Regions from separate parts of the Mus musculus genome. Here all the other regions are linked to region 1. The links are chromatin contacts, called in public ChIA-PET and promoter capture Hi-C maps. All regions are on one chromosome and are shown on one strand. The core of a region is the stretch at or near the end of the contact, and the rest is flanking DNA. Distances in the headings are between cores, read along the strand shown. Region 1 holds the start of Ylpm1 (YLP motif containing 1). Region 2 overlaps Syndig1l (synapse differentiation inducing 1 like). Region 3 overlaps Nek9 (NIMA (never in mitosis gene a)-related expressed kinase 9). Region 4 holds the start of Syndig1l (synapse differentiation inducing 1 like).

The links. Promoter capture Hi-C pulls out the DNA fragments that hold promoters and counts their contacts. ChIA-PET counts read pairs in DNA pulled down with a chosen protein or histone mark.
Region 2: a contact with region 1 is called in an RNA polymerase II ChIA-PET map of memory CD8 T cells, with 9 read pairs. The contact joins the enhancer-like site here to the promoter of Ylpm1 in region 1. A contact is called at or near these places in 6 of 39 promoter capture datasets (the 3T3-L1 cell line, embryonic stem cells, hippocampal neurons and 3 more), 1 of 484 Hi-C or Micro-C datasets (embryonic stem cells), 4 of 115 datasets of contacts at active chromatin or transcription factors (bone marrow-derived macrophages, embryonic midbrain, memory CD8 T cells and 1 more) and 1 of 9 other capture datasets (embryonic stem cells).
Region 3: an RNA polymerase II ChIA-PET map of memory CD8 T cells shows a contact between it and region 1, with 32 read pairs. The contact joins the enhancer-like site here to the promoter of Ylpm1 in region 1. A contact is called at or near these places in 11 of 39 promoter capture datasets (the 3T3-L1 cell line, the HPC-7 cell line, embryonic stem cells and 6 more), 1 of 484 Hi-C or Micro-C datasets (embryonic stem cells), 4 of 115 datasets of contacts at active chromatin or transcription factors (embryonic stem cells, large pre-B cells, memory CD8 T cells and 1 more) and 1 of 9 other capture datasets (embryonic stem cells).
Region 4: a promoter capture Hi-C map of pre-B cells shows a contact between it and region 1, with 2.8 times the contacts expected there. The contact joins the promoter of Syndig1l here to the promoter of Ylpm1 in region 1. A contact is called at or near these places in 6 of 39 promoter capture datasets (the 3T3-L1 cell line, cranial neural crest, frontonasal cranial neural crest and 3 more) and 2 of 115 datasets of contacts at active chromatin or transcription factors (embryonic midbrain and embryonic stem cells).

Annotation. Positions count from the first base shown.
Region 1 is chr12:84,993,348-84,998,509 of GRCm38.p6, reverse strand. It overlaps Ylpm1 (YLP motif containing 1), which reads right to left and starts at 2,189. Exons shown (of 21, transcript NM_178363.4): 1 at 1,154-2,189. The coding sequence starts at 2,020.
Region 2 is chr12:84,673,081-84,678,242 of GRCm38.p6, reverse strand. Syndig1l (synapse differentiation inducing 1 like) reads left to right here. Exons shown (of 4, transcript NM_001033334.2): 4 at 1-965. Among named protein-coding and RNA genes, the nearest start is that of Syndig1l, 23 kb to the left of the region's middle. Within about 2 kb of position 3,037, at least 80 of the 459 cell types and tissues checked have an H3K27ac peak or open chromatin away from gene starts, as enhancers often do. A contact at or near this core is called in bone marrow-derived macrophages, memory CD8 T cells, pre-B cells and 1 more, where this site is marked.
Region 3 is chr12:85,301,853-85,307,014 of GRCm38.p6, reverse strand. It overlaps Nek9 (NIMA (never in mitosis gene a)-related expressed kinase 9), which reads left to right. Exons shown (of 22, transcript NM_145138.2): 19 at 649-878; 20 at 1,391-1,552; 21 at 3,342-3,548; 22 at 5,089-5,162. Among named protein-coding and RNA genes, the nearest start is that of Zc2hc1c, 16 kb to the right of the region's middle. Within about 2 kb of position 2,049, at least 106 of the 459 cell types and tissues checked have an H3K27ac peak or open chromatin away from gene starts, as enhancers often do. A contact at or near this core is called in hematopoietic stem and progenitor cells, liver, memory CD8 T cells and 1 more, where this site is marked.
Region 4 is chr12:84,696,154-84,701,315 of GRCm38.p6, reverse strand. Syndig1l (synapse differentiation inducing 1 like) reads left to right here and starts at 2,509. Exons shown (of 4, transcript NM_001033334.2): 1 at 2,509-2,790.

The DNA.
Region 1 (5,162 bases), core at 940-3,439:
CTGGAGGAAATAATCCTCATGAGCTGATGTAACTTTGGTATAAGACAGCAAAATCACTTATTCTACCGTCCTGTGAGTGTCTCCTGTGCAGACCCTGCTTCTCTTAAATACTGAACTACAATAATAAACAATTACCTTTTGGAATCTTATACATTACCCTGAGCTTGAATATCATAAGATTCTTAGTGAATTTAAGGTAGATGAGGTCAAATAGTCACAATAGATGATCTATTCCTACTTATTTATTTTTGATACAGGGTCTCACTATGTAGCCCAGGCTGGCTTCAAACTCTCCCATCCTCTGGCTTCTGTTGACCAAATACTGGATGGAGGCACAGGTTTCCATGCCCAACTTCTATGTTCCTGCAACCCTGTCATCCTCTTACTGGTCTGTGGAATGCAACATCTTCAAAACAGATTGTCAAAAAGTTTTGGGATGGCTCTCACAGGAGCAGCCATCACAAAACTTTCTTTTCAAAACCTCAGCCAAATTCCAAGGCTATTATTTTCAAGTAAATGGTAATAATAATGAAATGTAGCAAATTCACCATGCGGCAAAATTATCCTTAGGAGATGGTTTTGAAATATAACAACAGATTCTCCAAGGATCAAGTCTCTAGAGGCCTATGGAGTCCACATGAACTCACAACATCAGTTAGGATGTCATGATGAGACTTCCATCTTTTATGTGCTGAGAACCCACTTCTGGAAACAGACAGCTATCTCTGGCCCCTGCATATTTTGCTGGTCCTAAGAAATTAACTGGTCAATATTTACATGTATTTAAACATCAGTCCTTTAAGAATTTTCTTTTATACTGCCTCCCCATGAAAATCTTAGTTTAAAAAAAAATTAAAACAAAGCTCTGTGCAACAATAAATACTGAATGCTGGTCAAAGAAAACTAAGGCATACATTTGAGAAATAAATCTAGTGCCAACCTACTACAACTTCAAGTGCCTAGTCTTATCTTTACTCTTCTTTTGGTAATCTATGGTCAATTTAAAACCTGGCTTTCAGGGCTGACTCTTAGGGGATCTTTGGAGTATGAATGGGCTAGTCGTTGGCTGTTGGAATTACGATAGGCATTAGCTGGTTAAAGCCCAAGACCTGCTCACGTAAAGCCTAAATGAAAGATGTGACACAGTGCTTACCTGTGGAGTCATTGTAGAGGGATCTGGTTCAGGAGCAGCTTGCTTCTGTTCAGCAGTCTTGTTCTTGGCCCCACTCTCCAAAGGCTCTTGCTGGATAGCTGTTTTATTCCCAGAAGGGATGGACGGTGGTGGTGGTAGCTGGGGTTTAGAAGGGCCCTGGGAGGAGCGGGAAGGAGAGGCCTGAGAAGGGGGTAAGTAGGGCTGGGAATGGCTCAAATATGATTGTGAGGAGGACGAGGAAGAATAAGAAGGAGTGGGCGCCAGATAGGACTGGGAAGGTGGAGACTGTGAAGGGGATGGCTGAGCAGGAGGCAGGTAGGGCTGAGCGGAGGAAGGGGGATAGTACGAGGGTGGTGGCTGAGGTGGAGGCATGTACGACTGGGATGGGGGCATGTAGGATCCTGGAGGTACAGGGGGAGATTCAGGAGGGGACTCCAGCTCCATTGGAACCAAACCCGGAGGCCCATCTCGTTGGTGGTGGATCATCTGGTGTTTGTACTGCTGCTGCTTCTGATAACTGAGGGCTGGTCCAGGTGGCGGGGGCATCGGTGGCGGAGGCGGCTGCCAGTCTCCGTAGCCGCCCCCGGGCATCACCGGCGGGGGTGGCAGCGGGGGCGGAGGAAGATGGTGGGGTTGGAGCACGCACTGCATTTGCTTCTGGTGCATCTGCTGCAGCTGCTGGAGCTGCGCCAAGTGTTGCTCTCGGAAGCTCATGAAGCCTGAAGAGGAAGGGGCCGCGGGAGCCGTCGAACTGGAGTACCCGGGCCCCGGCGAGGCCTCGGGAAGCGCCACCGGTGGCGGCGGCGGCGGCACCGGCGGCGGCGGATAGTGGCTGCTCCCGCCATACCGGCCCCAATTCGGATACATATAGGAAACGAAGGCGCGGGGCTCGTCCCGGCGCCGTTACTCGTCGCAACCGACCTCCAGGAGCCGCGGCGGTGACGGCGACAGCCGGAACTCGCGGTGCCTTACAGGCCGCGGAGCGTGTGAACGGAGCGCGCCAGTGCGCCGGCGCTACGGAGCTGGGCCCGCGGTCGGGAAGGCGGGGACCGTGCTGAGGCAACTACGCATGCGCAGTACCATCGAGCGGAGAACAAAGGCCAGATAGAGGGAACCTTGGCGCAGGTACTCGCTGTTGCCGCCTTCCTTCGGGTTCGGAAAATGTAGGCGGTAATAGAATGTTGTCATAGAACCAAGAAAACCATAGAGTCTCACAGCCGAAAGGAGTGATAGAGATCCTAACGCCCTATGGGTTTAGTTTTGAATGGGGGGGTGGGGAGGGGGGAGGAAAGATTCCATTCACAGTAGCAACAAGAACATAAAACAAGTAATAACTCTACTAAGAAAAATCTAGACATTATATGAAGAAAACTGCAGAATCCTACCTGAGAATAAAAATTAAACTTGAACTCACGAAGAGGCTTACCATAGTCCTAAGTAAAAAAGAGGGAGCTTTGTAAAAATGACAGTTCTTCCAAGTTAAACTGATTTAACTCAGTCAACCCACAGCCTGACAGGGGACAATGATAGGAAGAATGAAAAATGGATTCTGGAGAAGGAAAGTGAAAATGGCCCTGATTCTTTCCTACAGGTACTGTAAAAGGAATTGAATTGTTTAGATTGGTTTCCTCCCCACCCACCACCCACCCCACCACCCTTAAAATTTTTTTGCTTTTTCAAGACAGGGTTTTTCTGTATGAACCCCCTGGCTGTCCTGGAACTCGCTTTGTGACCAGGCTGGCCTTGAACTCACAGAGATCTTCCTGCCTCTGCCTTCCAAGTACCATCAAACCCAGGTTTTAACTCGGACGATGTCCCTGTTGGAGAATCCTTAAACCTAAGAAAAGTCAGCCGGGCATGGTGGTGAACGCCTTTAATCCCGCACTCGGGAGGCAGAGGCAGGCAGATTTCTGATTTCGAGGCTAGCCTGGCCTACAAAGTGAGTTCCAGGACAGCCAGTGCTATACAGAGAAACCCTGTCTCGAAAACCCAAAAAAAAAAAAAAAAAAAAAAAAAAAAAAAAACCTAAGAAAAGTCAGAGAAGGGTAACTTAAAAGCTGATTTCCTGAACCCTAGCAGCAAAATATTAAAGACTTCCATTGGTTTGGGTGATTACTGAACATCAGAAGTAGTACACTGAATTCTGGGAAAGGAAGGACAGAAGGAAGGAAAGAAGGAAGGAAGGGGAGAGAAAAACCATGCTTAATTTGAAGACTCTTAACTGTATCAGCATGTCAATTTGAAGATGTGACCTTGCTCTTTTTTCCTAGCAACCAGATCATTACCTGTCTTGGGTAACTATGAGTAGTAGATGCGGGGCTAGGGATTCCTTCTTTCAGTGTCTTATTGAAGCAGCATAGAAATACATAAAATTGCATGTCATAAGTTGTATTAGTTAGGGTTTTTCTGCTGTGAACAGACACCATGACCAAGGCAACTCTTATAAAAAAACATTTAACTGGGGCTGGGTTACAGGTTCAGAGGCTAACATCCAGGCAGGTATGGTACAGGAAGAGCTGAGAGTTCAACATCTTCATCTGAAGGCTGCTAGCAGAATACTGACTTCTAGGCAGCTAGAAAGAGGATCTTAAACACCTTCTCCAACAAGGTCACACCTCCACCAACTGGGCCACACCTACTCCAACAGGGCCACACCTTCTAATAGTGCCACTCCCTAGGCCGAGCATATACAAACTGTGGGAAGCCACATGTGCCGTTGCAGAGTGGCACTGACTACTGCTGGCCACCACGCATAAGTTTGGACAAACAACCAATGTGTACATATGCAGTAAAGTTTTTTGCAAAAACACTGCCTGGCCCGGGCATGATAATTAGGCTTTGAGAGTATAACCAATCAGATGTGAGACATGCAAATGAGGTATGATAATGAGGCTCTGTGAGGTACAGAGAGAGAGAGTAGCCAATCAGATGAGGAACATGCAAATGAGGCATAGTGCATAACCAATCCGGGTGTGAGACACGCCTCTCCTAGGCCTATATAAGCAGCACCAGTTCTGGGCTCAGGGTCTCTTCGCCTCTGCAATCAAGCTCTCCCAATAAACGTGTGCAGAAGGATCCTGTTGCAGCGTCGTTCTTGCTGGTCGAGTCCGGCGCGCGCAAGACAAACCATCACACAAGTATAAAACATAATGAGTTTTCACAACCCAAGCATATTTGTCCCAGATCAAGAAAGAGCCATGTGTTATCTGATGGAACTTGTCCCAAAGGGAAACAATACACATCTACTCAGCACAGAGAGGGAGCCCACAAGAGACCAAAGTGTGGATACCACCAAAGTCCAATCAAATGAGTTTTATTAGAGTTACTTAAAGAAATATGGTTAAGGAATATCAAGAGCAGAAATGGCTCAAAGACACCTGTATCACCAAAGCCCACCCAGCATGGGTGACAGCTCCCCAAAGCTGGAAACCTAGAGCCTACTGCACAGCCTGGAGAGTGTCAACCTCCAACACGTTTATACCTCTTCCAGACATTTTAGCTGGTTTCTGCTTCTTTCAGGCTTCTTCTTTTGTCTAAGAGTCTTCTTTGTGGCCAGGCTTATCTAGGCTTGTCTGAGAGTGACTCTAGGAAGTCTTCCTGTTTACTCTTGGGAGGGAGGAGCCTAGTGAACCTGGTCAGTTTCAGGGACTTCCTGAAGCTATTTTGTGTAGTTTACCTTCTGTCTGAAAGAGTTTCCTGAGAGATGGAATGTTTCAATCTCATCTGTTCAATGCCCAACAGCTTGGGATGTACTTTAGTTGGTAGAGTGCTTATCTACTGGGTTCAGTTCCTCAGCATTACATAAAACTGGGTGTGGTGGCACACAACTATAGTCCTTTCCCAGGAGTCTTGAAGTGGGAGTAAAAGGATCAGAAGTCCGAGGTCATCCTCTGTTAAATGTCCAAGGAGAGACTGGGAGCCTGCCCTGCCCTTTTTCTTTGCTTTTTGGCTGACACAATGAACAGGTCTCCTATGCCACGTAGTTATAATTTTTACATTGTTATAAAAT
Region 2 (5,162 bases), core at 1,788-4,287, 320 kb after region 1:
AACCATGGGCCCCAGCCATCTCTTGCTCTTTCTGACTCTGGATACTGCATGTCTCCCTGTTACTGTGGAAGACGCTCTGCGGTGTCTCCCAGATAGAGATGGAGCCAGAGAGCTCTGTAATGAGGGCAGGTTGCTAAGGCTTTTCTATACCAGGAAAAAAAAAAAAAAAAAAAAAAAAAAAGGCAGATACAGTGACAGAGAGGATAGAGGCCTGGGATACTGCAGGATCACATGACCTCCCGTTCTTCACCCACCATACTTTCTGGGCTCTGCTGGAAGGGCCCTGAGATGGTACCCGACCTGTGGAGACTGAGAGGGTACTGTTACTCCCTAGCTACAGCGCGCAGGGTCCTGGATCCAGCCTCATCCAGAAAAGGATGAGAAGGGACTGGGATACAGACAGAGGAGGAACATAGACAGATGCCTAAGGAATTGGCTTCTCCATAACTCTCCATGCTGGTGGGCAGGGTGTGCCAGAGCCTCCCATGGAGGTTCCCAGGATGCTTGGATCCTGCCTGGAGTATCCAGTCTGGAGTTAATTTTGCAGCCATTCCTAAACCCTCCAGCAACCTGAGCAGAAAGGCCAAGCCTTTCTCTCCACCTGAGATATTTCCCCATCTCTGAATGATGGGGCAGTGGCGGTAATGGGGCCTGGGCACCTTCACTGATAACCGCCACTCACGACTGCTTTCAACCCCCTCCACCACCACCACCACCCCCCCCCCCCGGGCACTAAGAGATGTCAGAGAGCAAAGGGCGTGTACAGTGGGAAGGCAGGCCTGCTGGGACTTAAGCTATGGACCATCGTGCATGATTTGGGGGACCTGGCCATTTCCTTGCCCTGTCTAGCCCCACACCCTCCCCACCTTCCTCACTTCAGGGGTTGCCCACTCCCCACACCCGCAGTTTTAATGTCCCTCTACTTTCTTTATTTATCCTGGTAATAAACTTTTATGTAACACCTGGTGCCACCTGGGGCCTCGGGCTGCCCTGCGCCCATATCCTACGTTTCTCCAGTGTATCCCAAGACATTGGTTCTGGATCTCCATATGGACCTCAAGAAAAAGGGTCCAGAGGCCACTGCGGCCTGTAGGCTGCTCGCCCGGGAAAGCTGGGATGAAGGTTGATGGATTGCATTTGACTTACGCAAAGCAAGGTAAGGCAAGACAGCAGCCTGCAGAAAAAGCTCTCCCGGGTATAAGAGCCTTGGCCGTCAGGGAGAGAGGGGGAACAGTGTGCACTCTACACGGCTGCCTGGAGCTCCCAGGAGATAGACATAGGCAGGGTAAGGCGTGCCAGTGGTCCCATTGCTCAGCTGTCCATTTTGGGATCCCCCACATCTTCTGTTCCCAGAGCTGTTTCGGGGAAGTGTGGAGAGGAAGTCACCCATGCCTCAGGTTCCAGCCTCAGTGCTAAATTCCTGATATCCTCTCTGTCCTCGGCCTTTAGCAGAGGAACTGGCCTGGCCTCAAAGTCACTGTGTCTAGAAGGTACTGGGGAAGTATGCCACACATATCCTACCCGCTATGGGCATCCATATATATGACAGGGCTCTGGGCACAACCTTAGATGAGAAATTAGCATGTGGGGATTATTTGTGGAAGGGAGTTGGCCGGTCTGGGAATAGGGAGAGGCCAGGCTGCCAGGCAGTCCAGATAAACAGTCTGACCAATCCAGGGTAGAACCAGAGTGCTCTTCAGGGTTGACACAAGATAGGGCACTGAGCCAGGGTGGGTGAATAGCTTTGATGTCTTGCCCCTTGGGTTGGAGACTAGGTGTATTGCCCCTAGTTCCTGGGGTCCCCAGTAGGACCTCTTTCTACCTTTCACTGAAGCAGTTCATTGGTAACCAGTGGCCCTCACTAGCTGCTTCCCTCTTTCCCATTGCCCTTCTGCACTGGCTGAAATGGCTCCCCATTGGATGTTTCTCAGGGTTAGCTTCGAAGAAACCCAAACCCTCACACACACATGCACATTCATATCCATGTGTGCACATATTTGCATATATACACTCCTACAAACAGGCCCAGCTGTGCACCATGCAGACTGCATGCAGCACGTGAATACTCAAGAGACCAAGAAGGATGCTGAGGACTCTCACCCAGCTCCACGCCCCCCCCCCATTCCTTCTCTAGGCTGGCTCAAGACCCCAGGCCTAACTAGGCAGGCTGCCTCACAGCCCAGACAACATCTACTCCCTTCCCTGTCTTTCAGTATGCTTGTGGGCCTTGAGAAGAAGGAAATAGAGACAAATGGCTTCCAGTATCCTCCATCCCTTGTTTCCTCCTTTCCTTTCTCTCTTCCCTTCTTTCTCTTTTTTCTTTTTCTCCAACCCCTGCCCTTTTTGAGGGGTTTCAAGACCCTGGCTATTCTAGAACTCAACTCTGCAGACCAGGCTGGCCTCTGCCTCCCGGTACTGGGATTAAAGGCTTAAAGGCAAACACTACCAAGCTCTCTTCCCTTCTTTCTTAAGATGGAGTCTCAGTCTGTCTCTCAGGCTGCCTCATATAGACATACACCACTCTTACTAGTTTGATTTGCTGCTTCTAACTCTAGTCTTCCCCGCCCCACCCCCACCCCATCCTCCACACAGCCTTCTCCCTTCCATCCCTACCCTCAGATACAAATTCAGGGTCTACCAAAGATGATGGGGTGAGAAATGGCTCTGGGGGCTTCCTCCTCCTGGGAAGGGCCTGTTGTGTGGAGCCTGGGCTTGTCCTAGAGTCCTTGGAGCACAGGCAACCACTCTCCCCCACTCTGGATGAGTCCTGCCTCTGGCATGCCTGGGGCACTTCAGTCCTCCTGCTTCTCAGCCCTGCTTGCGCCTCCTGCCCGAGGCCCAGGGCTGTCGGCTGGTTCCTCTGACTGGCAGAGAGACTGGGGGGCTGGGGCTGGGGCAGTCCCCTGGGTAAAGGTGCCTGTGATGAGCTGCAGTGCCGGCACATCTGTGCAAATATTACCAATTATTTTCCTCACTATAAACACCCAGCAGGAAGGCAGGGAAGCAACCAACCCAAACTGTTTAAAATAGAAACCGAAATTGCTGCACAGGGAAGTCTGGCGGCTAGCACCACCACCACCACCATCACACACACCAAGAGTTCAGGGTCCCCCTCACTGCCCCCACTGCCCCTCGACCTTCTAACTCCATGACAAGGTTTGCTTTCTGAGATGAAGATAAGAAACAGAAACATCCTTGCTTAGTGTATGAGGTATGTGGCAGAGGGGGACAGTCGTGCTGGGAGGGGAAGTGGAGCTGAGGCCACCTGGCCTGGGGTTTGGCAGCTGGTAAGTAAGCTCCTTTCTTAGTAAAGCCAAGGGGTCCTGTGAGGAAAGGCACGAGGAGTGCCCTGGTGAGAAAGCCATTTTCCTACCGCCCCAGGGCAGGCAAGAGGGTGGGAGACTGGCCAAGTAAGGACAACAGCCTGTCTCCATTCTAAGAAAAGGCCTTTTTCTGACGACTAGGAACCAGTTCCAAGGCTCAGCAGCCGTTCTGACCTGCCCTCCCCATAAGCAGGCCGATGGGACACCGAGTCTTCATATAGTCACACAGATTGTCAAAATGGTGACATGATTTCATACCAGTGAATAAGGAGGCTCTGTCCTTTCAAATACTTCACTTTCTGTTGCCCTGGCCATGGGCCCAGGACCCCAAATCTCTTCTTACCCTAGAACATAAAAGTTAGCCATTTTCGAAAAAAAAAAAAAAGTTAGCAGTTATGAGGAGAGGGGGATGGGGAAGAAGGATTGTGGGAGGTGTGGCTGGGATGGAGTGGGGCAAAACAACTGGACAAACAAACAAAAACAGAGTTAGCAGATAGCCACTAGCTCCCATATCCAAATGCTTACATAGGTCTGTGCCTGGACTGCCCTGATGGCTAAATATCCATCTGTCCCTGGCCATGAAGGCTTCATGGCTGTATCTGTGCTCACAGCCTCTCCCTCCCTAAAGCAGCTCCCCCAGGACGGAGCTGTAGGAAACCCACCATCTTCACAACCAAATATTCTTGCTGCTTTTTAATGATCTCAGCCCAGGTCACAAACTGACCAGGCCCGAACCCCACTCTAAAGAAGAACTGCAACAAGACAGTATTCAAGTCTTTCAGGGCATGAATCCCTGGGACGCTGCGAAGGAAGGAACTGTAAGTGATCATGCCACAGATGACCGGGCTGCGGAAGGAACGATGGAAACCCTGAAAGGATGGGTTACCCAGTGTCACACAGCAGGTTATGAGCTAACCTCTGGCCTCGCTACCCAGGCCCTGGCACTGCTGATCTGGGCTGGTGGAATCAGCCTTTCTGGAGGCAAAGAAAACCCAGGACCACCTGCTGCCACCCTCCTGAACATTAACAGACTCAGCCTTAGCTCCTATGTATCTCCTGGTTCAAAGGCTCCCCCCCACATCCCCTCTGTAGGGCTGACACCCTGGTCCTTGCTATTTTTGGTGGGTGAAAGGGTGATAACCTTGCTTCATCCTGTCCCCAGGGGCTCTCACATCTTCTCCTGCACAAGGGGAGGAACCACTCTGGGCAGAGGAGTCCCCACAGGGAGACTCGGATGTTCGGAACAAAAATAAAAGGTGTTCATGCAACTCATTTGAATTTCCAACATTCCAGCCTCTGTCCCTGGAACTAACCCTGCATGCTCTGAAAGGCATAGCTGGCTTCAGAGCCAGTTCCAGCTCTGCAAGGAAATGGCAGAAACTCCCAGAGAGCAGGTCTCCTCAGAAGCATCCCAGAAGATAAGGTGACATGGGTACATTCGCATCACAGTGAAGTGGGGGCAGACACATAGATTGACATGGCATCTCAAGTACACAAAGGGCCTTTAAAAAACAAACTACCACAGAGAGGGCTTTTCCTGTTCCCATCTTACAGACAGGGAGACTGAGGCTACAGAAGCCTGTATCATAGGAAATGGACACACAGGCCCCGGGAGCATATGACTGCTGCCACCCACAGGTTACATCCGTCCCATATGAAGCCACTTTCTTTTTTTAAAAAATATTTATTTATTTATTATTATATCTAAGTACACTGTAGCTATCTTCAAACACACCAGAAGAGGGTGTCAGATCTCATTATGGATGGTTGTGAGCCATCATGTGGTTGCTGGGATTTGAACTCAGGACCTTCAGAAGAGCAGTGCTCTTAACCACTGAG
Region 3 (5,162 bases), core at 800-3,299, 310 kb before region 1:
AGAGAGAGAGAGAGAGAGAGAGAGAGAGAGAGAGAGAGAGAGAGAAGAGAGAGAGAAGAGGAAGAAAAAATGTAGGCCCATAAGATGGCTCATGATGAAAGGCTTATACTGCCATCATGACAATTTGAGTTCAGTCCTGGGACTCACGTGATAGAAAAAGAGAATTAACCTTTACAGTACAGTGTATACACACATGCCCACATCCACACACATAATAAATCAATGTGATAACTTAAAAATACTGTGGAGCTGGAAAAACAATCCAGCAGTTAAGAGTGCCTGTTGCTTTTACAGAGAACTGGGGTTTGGTTCCTAGCACTCAAATGACTGCTGACAACCATCTGTAACTCCAGTTGCAGAGGATCTGACACCTTCTTCTGGCCTCCAAGGGCAATGCATGTGCATGGTACCAGACATACATGCAGCTGAAACCACCCATACCCATAAAATTTTTTTTAAAAAATCTTTTTAGAATAATTTTTACAAATTCAAATGCTATCTATGTAAAAACAATTTAGTCTCAAATATTTGTTTGAACGTTCCACTTTGTGCAATTCTAGGACCTTCTGTGGGGGTGAATGAGGTGTCAGATGCTAAATCTCTGTGGCCTAACGAAGCTCTTTCTTTCCTATGCTACACATCTACCAGTGGTTCAGAGCTCCAGCCCAGGAGGTGGCATTGGTGGTGGTGGTGGTGGTGGCGGCGGCGGCGGGGGTGAAGAGGAAGACAGTCAACAGGAATCTGAAACTCCAGATCCAAGCGGAGGCTTCCGAGGAACAATGGAAGCAGACCGTGGGATGGAAGGCTTAATCAGTCCCACGGAGGCCGTGGGAAACAGCTGTGGGGCTAGCAGCTCCTGTCCTGGCTGGCTTCGGAAGGTAATGCCCTCAGAACAGATGCTTCAGATAAGCCTGTGACAGGAGCTAGTGAGGGCTGCCAAGGTCTCAGTTTCTAGTGCCCTACTAATTGAGACAGGAGTCAAGGCTTCACTTTCCCACCCGTGAAGACATCTGTGTTTTGTTTTAAAACGGGGTCTCAGTTTGTAGTCCTGGCAGGCTTAGAACTCAAAGAGTTCCACTTGTCTCTGTTTCCCAAGTGCTGGGACTAAAGGCAGCCTGGAAGGAGGCCTCAGTGCCTTGCCGTCAAGCTTCCTGACCAGCAGACAGTGTGTGTAGAATTGTGTTGGGAAATGAACCAGATACAACTTGCTGAACTTGAGCTAGCATCGCTGAAGTTTGGTTCCAGGTTAGGCAATATATGTGGTCAGCCACCATTCTGTACCACTAGAGGGCGCTGCTGTCACAGCAGCGTGAAAGTGAAAGCTACAAAGACCGTGGGAGAAAGGAACTTGCTGCAGCCAAACTGGTGAGATTCTTTCTTGTCTGCCTAGGAGCTGGAAAACGCAGAGTTCATTCCCATGCCTGACAGCCCCGCTCCCTTAAGTGCGGCGTTTTCACAGTCTGAGAAGGACACGCTGCCCTATGAAGAGCTGCAGGGACTCAAGGTCGCATCTGAAGTTCCTCCGGAGCCCCAGCGTGCAGCAGGAGCCTGGGTAACTGACAGTGGCTGTTTGTGCCTGGGCTCTCCTGGCTTCATCATGTCCTCTCACTTTCGGGGCCAGTGCTGCACTGTCCTGGCAGTTGCCGCTCTGCCTTCCAGCACAAGAGGGTCATTTCTTCCTTTCTTCCTCAGGAGTACTAAGCTGAACCATGAATTTCCAAATGGTCTTTTTGTTGTGACGGTTTGTTTCTTTATGGGGCAGGTTCTGTAGCCCAGCCAAGGATGGAGGATGACCTTTAACCTCTGTTACTCCTGCCTCTATCTCCCTCCCAGATGATGATATAGACATGTGCCACACACCCAGTTATGCAGTGTGGGGTCCAGCCCAGGGTTCTCTACATGCTAAGCAAACTCTTCACAGATAGCCACGTTCCTAGGCTCCAAACTCAGTTTTAATGGCACCATGAGTGTTAGCTGAGCTGTATGTAAGAAGCAATGCCTGGAGTCTGCTGAAAGAACAGCATACAGCCAGCCTGGGTAGAAGTGAAACTGTAAATCAGTTCTAAACCAGAGGGCACCACAGATCTAGAGAAGCCACGGCATCGTCACATGACTTTGTGGGCTGTTTAACCCTTTGCAGCTACAGCTCTGACGTCATAGCACAAAGCAGTCACAGATGCAGATTGAGTGTCTCTTGCCCAGATGAGTGGGACCCAGAAGTCTTTCAATCTCACATTTTGGTGTATTTTGGAATATCTGTATATACATAATGCTGTGTAAACATAGCTTAAAGGCCATTTTGTGGTTGGAGGTTATTTTGTGTCATATTTTAATATACCTATTCTGGACTGCAGGCCGTCTATCTCAGGAGCTTAGGTGTGATATTTCCCTCATGGTATCGTGTCAGTGCTCACACAGTGTTGGACTTAGGAGCAAGTAGGCTTTTCAGGCTAGCGGTGTTCAGCCTGTGATACAGAATGGATGAGTCCCCAGCTAGCATTTGCTAACCTGCTATTCATCTCATTTTTATTTAATTATTATTTTGCTTTTGAGGCAGGGTTTCTCTGTGTGACTCTGGCTTCCCTGGAACTCACTCTGTACACAAGGCTGGCCTCAGACTCACAGAGATTCGTCGGCCTCTGCCTCCCAAGTGCTGGGATGAAAGTGTGCATTCCACACCTGGCTCTGACCTGCTAATTTTAAAAGTGTATATGGGAGAAAAATCCCAACTAGAATAACTGAAAGCCTTCCCAGGAGAGTGGCAACAAAGCCCTTAAAACCTGAGAGTAAACCTTTCCCCTCCTGGGTTGGCCTTCTTAAATTGTCTTGTCAGTGTTCTTCACAAACTCTTCTCGAATCTCTGACACAGTGTGACCAACTACATTTTATGAACCTCACTCACTTGATCAGAACTTCACTTCAGCACTTCAGCACTTTAAAGTAGAACATATTAAAGTAAGAATTGCCGGGCATGGTGGCACATGCCTTTAATCCCAGCACTCGGGAGGCAGAGGCAGGTGGATTTCTGAGTTCATGGCCAGCCTGGTCTACAGAGTGAGTTCCAGGACAGCCAGGGCTATACAGAGAAACCCTGTCTCAAAAAACAAAAACAAAAACCAAGAAAGTAAGAGTTTTGTAAAATCCTCCCAAATAGATGATTCTGCAGCAGCACTAAACACTGTCCTGTTAGTACCAAGTGCCACTGGAATCCAGGCTTTTTTTTTTTTTCCTTCATTTGCACCTGTTTTTGCGTATTTTTGTATTATCTTGCTGGTTAACGGAAACTGTTTGTACTGGGGAGCCATGGCAGATCCTGTGCATTATCTCCTCCTTGTCCCTAGCCCCCTCGGCTGGATCCTGCAGTGCCGTGTGTTGGGAAAGCCCTGACCTCTGCTGCTTGTGCGTGCAGTGCTCTGCAGGTGGAGGTTGACAGGTTGCAGGCTCTGGTGTTAAAGTGTCTGGAAGAACAGCAGAAGCTCCAGCAAGAAAACCTCCAGATGTTTACCCAACTACAAAAGCTCAACAAGAAATTGGAAGGAGGCCAGCAGGTGAGAACATCCATTAAAAGAGTAATTGAATTCTAAATCTGCTTTGAAAGGTCACAGAAACAAGCTGCAAAGTAAAAGTAGACTTAGCTCTTTGTGACTCCCTGTCTCTCAATGATGGGACTTTGAACTTGATTCCAGGAGCCCTTGGACCTATCTAGCTTATTATAACACCTAACTTCTATTGGTTTTTTTTGTTACTAATTGTTTGGCTTTTCTATTTTTATTGTGAAAATGTTTAAACATTATAACAAACACCCATATGCCTACCATATAGGCTCAGTAATAGTAATAACAAATTACTTCTTTTGGTAGGTATGTATACATTCTTTTTTTTTTTTTTTTTTTTTTTTTTGGTTGGATGGTTTGTTTTGTTTTGTTTTGAGACAGGGTTTTCTGTGTTTCTGGCCTTCCTGGAACTCTCTGAGTAGACCAGTCTGGGCTTGAACTTGGGAGATCCTCCTGCCTCTGCCTCCTGAGTGCTGGAATTAAAGGCGTGCACCACTACTACCTGAGTACATTCTTATTCTAACCATTTTATTTGTATATTTGTGCAATACTGGGGATTGAATCCAATATCTTACACATGGTAGGCAAATGCTTGATACTGAACTACATCCCTAGCCCTTGATGAACCATTTTAAAGTAGATTCTAAAAAATGGCTTAAGGTTGGGGCTCAGCTTAAGGCTCAGCTAAGAAAAGCACTTGCCATATAAACCTGACAGTCTGAGTTCAGTCCCCAGAGCCCACAGTGGTGGGGAAGAGTTCCCTCCCTCCCAGCAGATGTCCTTCTGCCTGCACTCAGTGGCATGAGCACACACGTGCTCTTTCTGAAAACTAGAAAGTAGAATTCCTGCTTTCCTGGGTTCAGGTTAATAGCTTGGGAAAAGCATTCTGCATATGATGCTTCTGGGTATCCCTTTATCTCAGTTCAGCTAGAAGGGAGGGAAGAGTCATTCCTTGGCTCTGCCTTTCACCCCTAACGTGAGTTTGGACTTCTTACTTTGTGACTACAACCTACTGTGTAAGGTTGTTTTGAAGATTAGGAGAAACAATGTCTGAGAAACACTTCAGAAGGTTATATTGGCAGCTGTAGCACCCACACACCAAGATTATTTTATCCAGGACTGGTGGAGTGGCTTGGTTGGTTGGTTGGTTGGTTTTTATTTTTGTTTATGAGACAGGCTCTCACTTGGTAGCCCTGGTTTGTCTAGAACTCAGTATAAGACCAGGGTGCCTTCAGACTCATGGAGACAATCCTCCTTCATGCTTCTGCCTCCTGGGTGCTGGAATCAAAAGTGTGCACTGAGACCCCCAGCCAGTTCACTTTTCATACTACATCCCCCAAATGCTGTAGAGCTGGACAAACCAGAGCAGCTGTTGCTCTACTGCCTAAGTGTAAAGATAGAGCCTGTTTCCAAGGCAGTGCCGCCAAGCCTTCCGTAGACTGACAGCAAACCCTGAGAGGTCAGACGCTATTGAAAGCAGCCTGGTGCCGTGGCCAGGCACTGTAGCTAATGTGGAACTGCTTTGTCTGCACAGGTGGGGATGCACTCCAGAGGAACCCAGACAGCAAAGGAAGAAATGGAAATGGATCCAAAGCCTGACTTAGACTC
Region 4 (5,162 bases), core at 1,260-3,759, 300 kb after region 1:
TTCCTTGCTCCTCATCCCACTGACATAGCCTCGTTCAAATTCTCAACATCTCTTTGGTGGACTATCTTTTCCCTGTCTGACTCTTACCTCCTCTTTTGACTTCAGCCTTCCTAGTCAGTCTTGGAGATGTCTCATTCTTTGATAAAACTCAACTCAAATGTCACTTCCTCCAGGAAACCTCCAAGGACTTCCTGAGGCAGAGAGGACTTTTCATAAACTTCTCTCCATGTGTCGAATTACTGGCCAACATGTCTAACTTTCTAAAAACCCTCCAGTGTAAATCCTTCAAAGATCTAGACTTGGGCTTTTCTTTACATTCCCGGTGCTAAATTTCCTCACACTGCATGATGGAGAAAGGACAGAGGGATATAGAAAAAACCCACTGGAGACATACAGAGAGAGGTACAGACTCAGTCCCACCTATCCCTTGCAGGCAGTAAAAGGTAATTTCCCTGGAAGTTCTTATTGCTGCATTAGCCACTGTTCCCCATTCCCCATTACACAATGCTTATTTTCCTACTTCAAAGCTACAGAAGGGTTTACAATCCTAAAGGAGCAAAGGCCCAGGAAGATTAGGCAACTGCCAGAAGTTGCACAGTCAGTGACAAAGGAAGACCAGCACCTAAGGTTCCCTGGCACCCAGGCCATGGCTCGGTGACACACCACCAACTATAGGTCTCTCTTGGAGCCTTCCCTCCAGACAGCAGCACTTAATTATCAACATTAGTATTTGAAATTCCTATTCAGCTTTTGCTTCACTGGCTTATTATTATTATTTTATTAATATTATTATGATTATCCTTTTAATTAGTAATTTAGTAAGCAGCCCAGGCATTGACAAAAACCAGGGTGGGGAAGGGGCAAGCAGGGGGAGGCCAAAGACAAGCAAGGGCCTTATGTGCCTATGGCAGGGAGACTAAAAGTGAGCTAAGTAACACAAGAGATGATGCTTTTAGGAAGGGGTTTACTTACATGCATGTGGGGCAGGAGCCTTCCTAGTATAACTCTAGTGGACAGAGCCAGGAAAAGACCCGTGACCAACCCTAGGCCAAGGAAGCTCTCTGCCGGGTTTGAAGGAGAAACCCAAAGAGACCAGACCGTGGCCCTTCCTCTGCAGGCTGGGAGCTAAAGGGAACTGCTTTAGATGTTCTGCGCCCACAAGAGCTCCCTCCCATTCAGTGTAGGTTGGCATCCCGACATGGGAGAAGGGAGGGGTCACTGCAGAGTTTTGTTCCCAGGATTCTACAGCTGCCTCAGCTTCAGCGTGCTCTGGAGTTCCCTTTGCCCATCGCTATTTACCTTCCTTTAATGAGAATATGCCTTTTTTCCTGTCCTCTGGGTACCATGATGAATCTCAAGACCTTGTCATGGGTAGAGGGGAAGGCATGAACAATGCTGGTATCCATCCATTCACAACACTCGCGGTAGGGCTAATCTCTCACCATGCTTAAAAAGACAAAAAACAAAACAAAACAAAACAAATGACAAAAATTTAAATTAAATTAAGTTAAATTAAATTAAATTAAATTAAAGGGCTAGCAAGATGGCTCAGCAGGTAAGAGCACTGACTGTTCTTCTGAAGATCCTGAGTTCAAATCCCAGCAATAACATGGTGGCTCATAACCACCCATAATGAATAAATCTAAAAAAATAAAAATCTATGGGAGCTCAAGAAGAAGAAAAAAAAGAGCCGCATAGTTGGGAACACAGAGCCGCCAGAACCCTACAGTCAGATTAGATTTCAGGCCTCCTCATGGGAGAATGACAGAGATGGCTCACCCACTGAGCCTATTGGATGCCAATGTGTCACATATATGTCCTTATATGACCCCCTCATTGATGGATTCCGTCTGGAGAATTTGACAGGTTTTGTAACTTCCTCTGGGTCACACAGTGTTTGGAACAAACTATCACCAAAACTCATGGGCTATAGAACCTATATACTTCCCAACAGAACTGAAGTCTCCAAATCCCGATATTTAAGCTGTGTTGACCTCAGCACAACTCATCCATGTTTGGGAGACAGAGGGTACCTAGTAGATTGTTAAGATAATTAAATGAGATCACTCTGGCTAAATAAATAAATAACCTGGCGTGGTTTATTTAGTAGGCATTCAATAAATATTTTTGTTTGTTTGTTTCTCTTTGTAGGGCTGATCAATAATTTGAACTCAGAGCTTGGGAGCCTCAGAGCTCAAAAATACTCTAAGAAGCTCAAGGGTCGCGCGCGCATCGCTTCTGGGGTGCGCGAGAGGAGGCAGGGGAGAAAAGCTGGAGAAGAGGGTTTGGCTCCAGGAAGCAGAAAAGCCGGTTCCAGCTGCGCGCCCCTCGCGCCGCCGCCGCCTCCTCCGGGCTCCCCGACTTCCCGCCCCGCCCCGCCCCGCCCCTCCCCTCCCGGGAGCTGGGTCCGGAGTGCCTGGTGGGCTGGTTCTGGAGCGTGGAAGGGAGCACGGAGGCGAGAGGCAGGCGGTGGCGGCGGGAGGCGGGGACCCTCCTCGCCGCTCCCCCAAGTCGGCGCGGAGCCGCCTCGGGCCGGGCTGAGAGCTGAGCGCGGCGGAGCCGGGATGCGGGGCTCCCGGGACCGTGTAGGGCGCGCGGGGCGGCGGCGGGCGAGCGGGAGCTGTCCACGGTTCTGAAGCAGCGGCGGCGACAGCGGCAGGGACGCGGGCCGGGAGCAGGGAGCTCTCCTGGAAGCTTCACCGCGGCCGCGAGGCGGGGACGCCGTTGCTCGCCGGCCCATGCCCGGTCCCCGAGCCCCGCGAGGAGGCGGGACGGTCCGCAGAGCGACAGGTAAGGAGCCGTCTGGGGGCGCAGCGGGAGCGCAGAGCTAGGCACCGAGAGAGCTGGGGAATGCTGGGGGAGCCTAGCAGTGCTGAAGCTCCAACCCCTACAGGTCCTCGCACTCCTTCAGAGCTCTGGCCAGGTCCAGCCCCACTCTTCACCTCCTTGTTGGGTGACTCTAGGAGAGACTTGAGGCATCCAGACTGTGATAGGTACCTGGGCACCTTGACCCTGTACCTCCAGGTCTTGGCCCTGACCTGAGACAGCTCTGAGACACCTTGCCTACTGATTACAGGAACATTGATGTGAGTCTCCCAGACTCCCTAGTATCAGTCTCCACTAAGATTCCATGACATTGGTCAAATCTGAGTGGATTTCACTCAGCTATTCCTTCCCATCCAAGCCTGGTCACTAGAGTGACTGGAGAAGCTGTGATCTCTTTGCTCTTGGGTTTCTTTGCCCTGGAATAGCCCTTGGGACAGGGAAATGGGGGCAGGGGTTGTCTATCTCCTCAGGACTGGTTAATACATTTCTTTGGGGGAAAGGAAAAGGTGACAGGTTCCTCAGCTTTTTCCGTGACTCTCTTCCTCTTGAAAAGGGGCTGGGCTTGCATCACACTGCTTGGTTTGGGAAGACAACGTAGTGGACCCGGATCTGGTTTTCTATTATATGCCTGAGTGCTGATGACCCCGACAGAGCTTCCATTTGGTTCTCTCTCTCTCTCTCTCTCTCTCTCTCTCTCTCTCTCTCTCTCTCTCTCTCTCTCTGGCAAGAGTATGTAGCATGAGCTCATTCAGGCCTGCAAAGTGCTTCCAGTTCTTCAGCCCAGAGTTCTGTGAGTGGCAGAACAGACCCATGGAAATAAAACTGCGTAGAGGTAGACTAGTTCACTGCTGTGGTTGACCACGGTCTTCAGACTGGCTCCTCGGCACCCTCCCACCCAGCTCAATTCCGCACCCTTGGAGGTCAAAAGGCTCTGGTTGGCAGCTTCTAATTCCTGGCATTAGTTGTCCAAGCTTATTAAGCCCAGTCTCCTCATCTCTAAGATGAGGATAAGAGCCTTGGGCATCTGTCCACCTCAGGAAACTGTCCTGAGATGCCAGGAGAGACATCTCCCCGCAGTGAGCTCCTCTCACTGCCCCAGTCCCCTAGTCGGGCCTGCTAACAGTGATCAGCTTACTGCCGCCCTTAACCCCTATTCTGCAGTCCAGCCTTGGCTCCTTCTGCCTGCAGCCTCTAAGGAGTCCCAGAAACAGTGAAGTCCAACTCATAAATCTCCAGGAAATAAGAGGATTTCCTGCCCCCTTCCTCCATCAACACCTATAGGAGATAATATAGGGCGAGAGTCTGACTCATAGTTTTTGTTTTTATGTTTCTCCAAGAATCGCAGATCTAGGGAAAATAGCTCTTTGGAGCAGGGATTGTGCTTCCTCTGTGCTTCCCTCCCCCCCCCCTCCCCCCACAGCACCTGGAACCTAGGAAGGACTCGGTAATTGGCTGGAAAACGCAGGGATGAACTGTGACAATGTATCAGTCAACGTGTTTGACTGGAAATCAGGGGCCCTCGGTTTGGTTACAGATCTGTCTGACTGTCTTGGGCAGGTGCCTTCCCTTCTGTTTTCTCATCCGTAACTGGAGAGGCTAGAAACAGATGAGCCCTAAGACTCCCAGGGCCTCGTGTTCTCTAGAGCTCTCCGAGGCTGGCCCAAACCACAAACTTCTAAGTTTGTTCTTCTCCTTGGATACAGGATGCCACTTCCATTAACCTGACCTGACAAGTAAGTTAATGCCTTTTTGGGATGAAGTGGACTTTACGAATGGAGTGGAAGAAAAACCAGAAGAAGCAGGAAAGGCCACTTAAAACACTTGGCAGTCCTGTTTTCCTTATTTCTCAAGGAAAACTACAGTGTATATGGAGTGACCAAGGTGGTAGTACCTTAGCCTCCAAGCCAAGAGGCCGAGAACTACCCCACCAAAGAATAGTGGGCCAGGGGCTTGACCCTCTCTTCCCAGAATCCCTGCCTGGCTTAAATCTCCTTCCTAGGAAGACTAGAAGATGGTTAGGAAAGATCCATCCCCGTGGAGAGACTTCTATTTTTTTAAAATAAATAAATAAATAAATAAATAAATAAAATGAGCTTCTCTTACAATCATTTTCCCTCAACTGCGGAAGGCACAGCCAACACTCAGAAAACCCTTAGCTAATTGGCACTCGGGTAGAGCTGACTAAGCCCTGCCAGTGACCTCTCTTACTTCCCCTGAGTGCCCAGCCAGGGTGGGGGCTGGTCCCTCCCCCACGTCAGCGCTTTCTGGCTCCCAGCTGTCCGTGCGGTGCGGCACTGGCAAGAATCAGCTCTCTGGAGTTAATGGACAGTCACTAA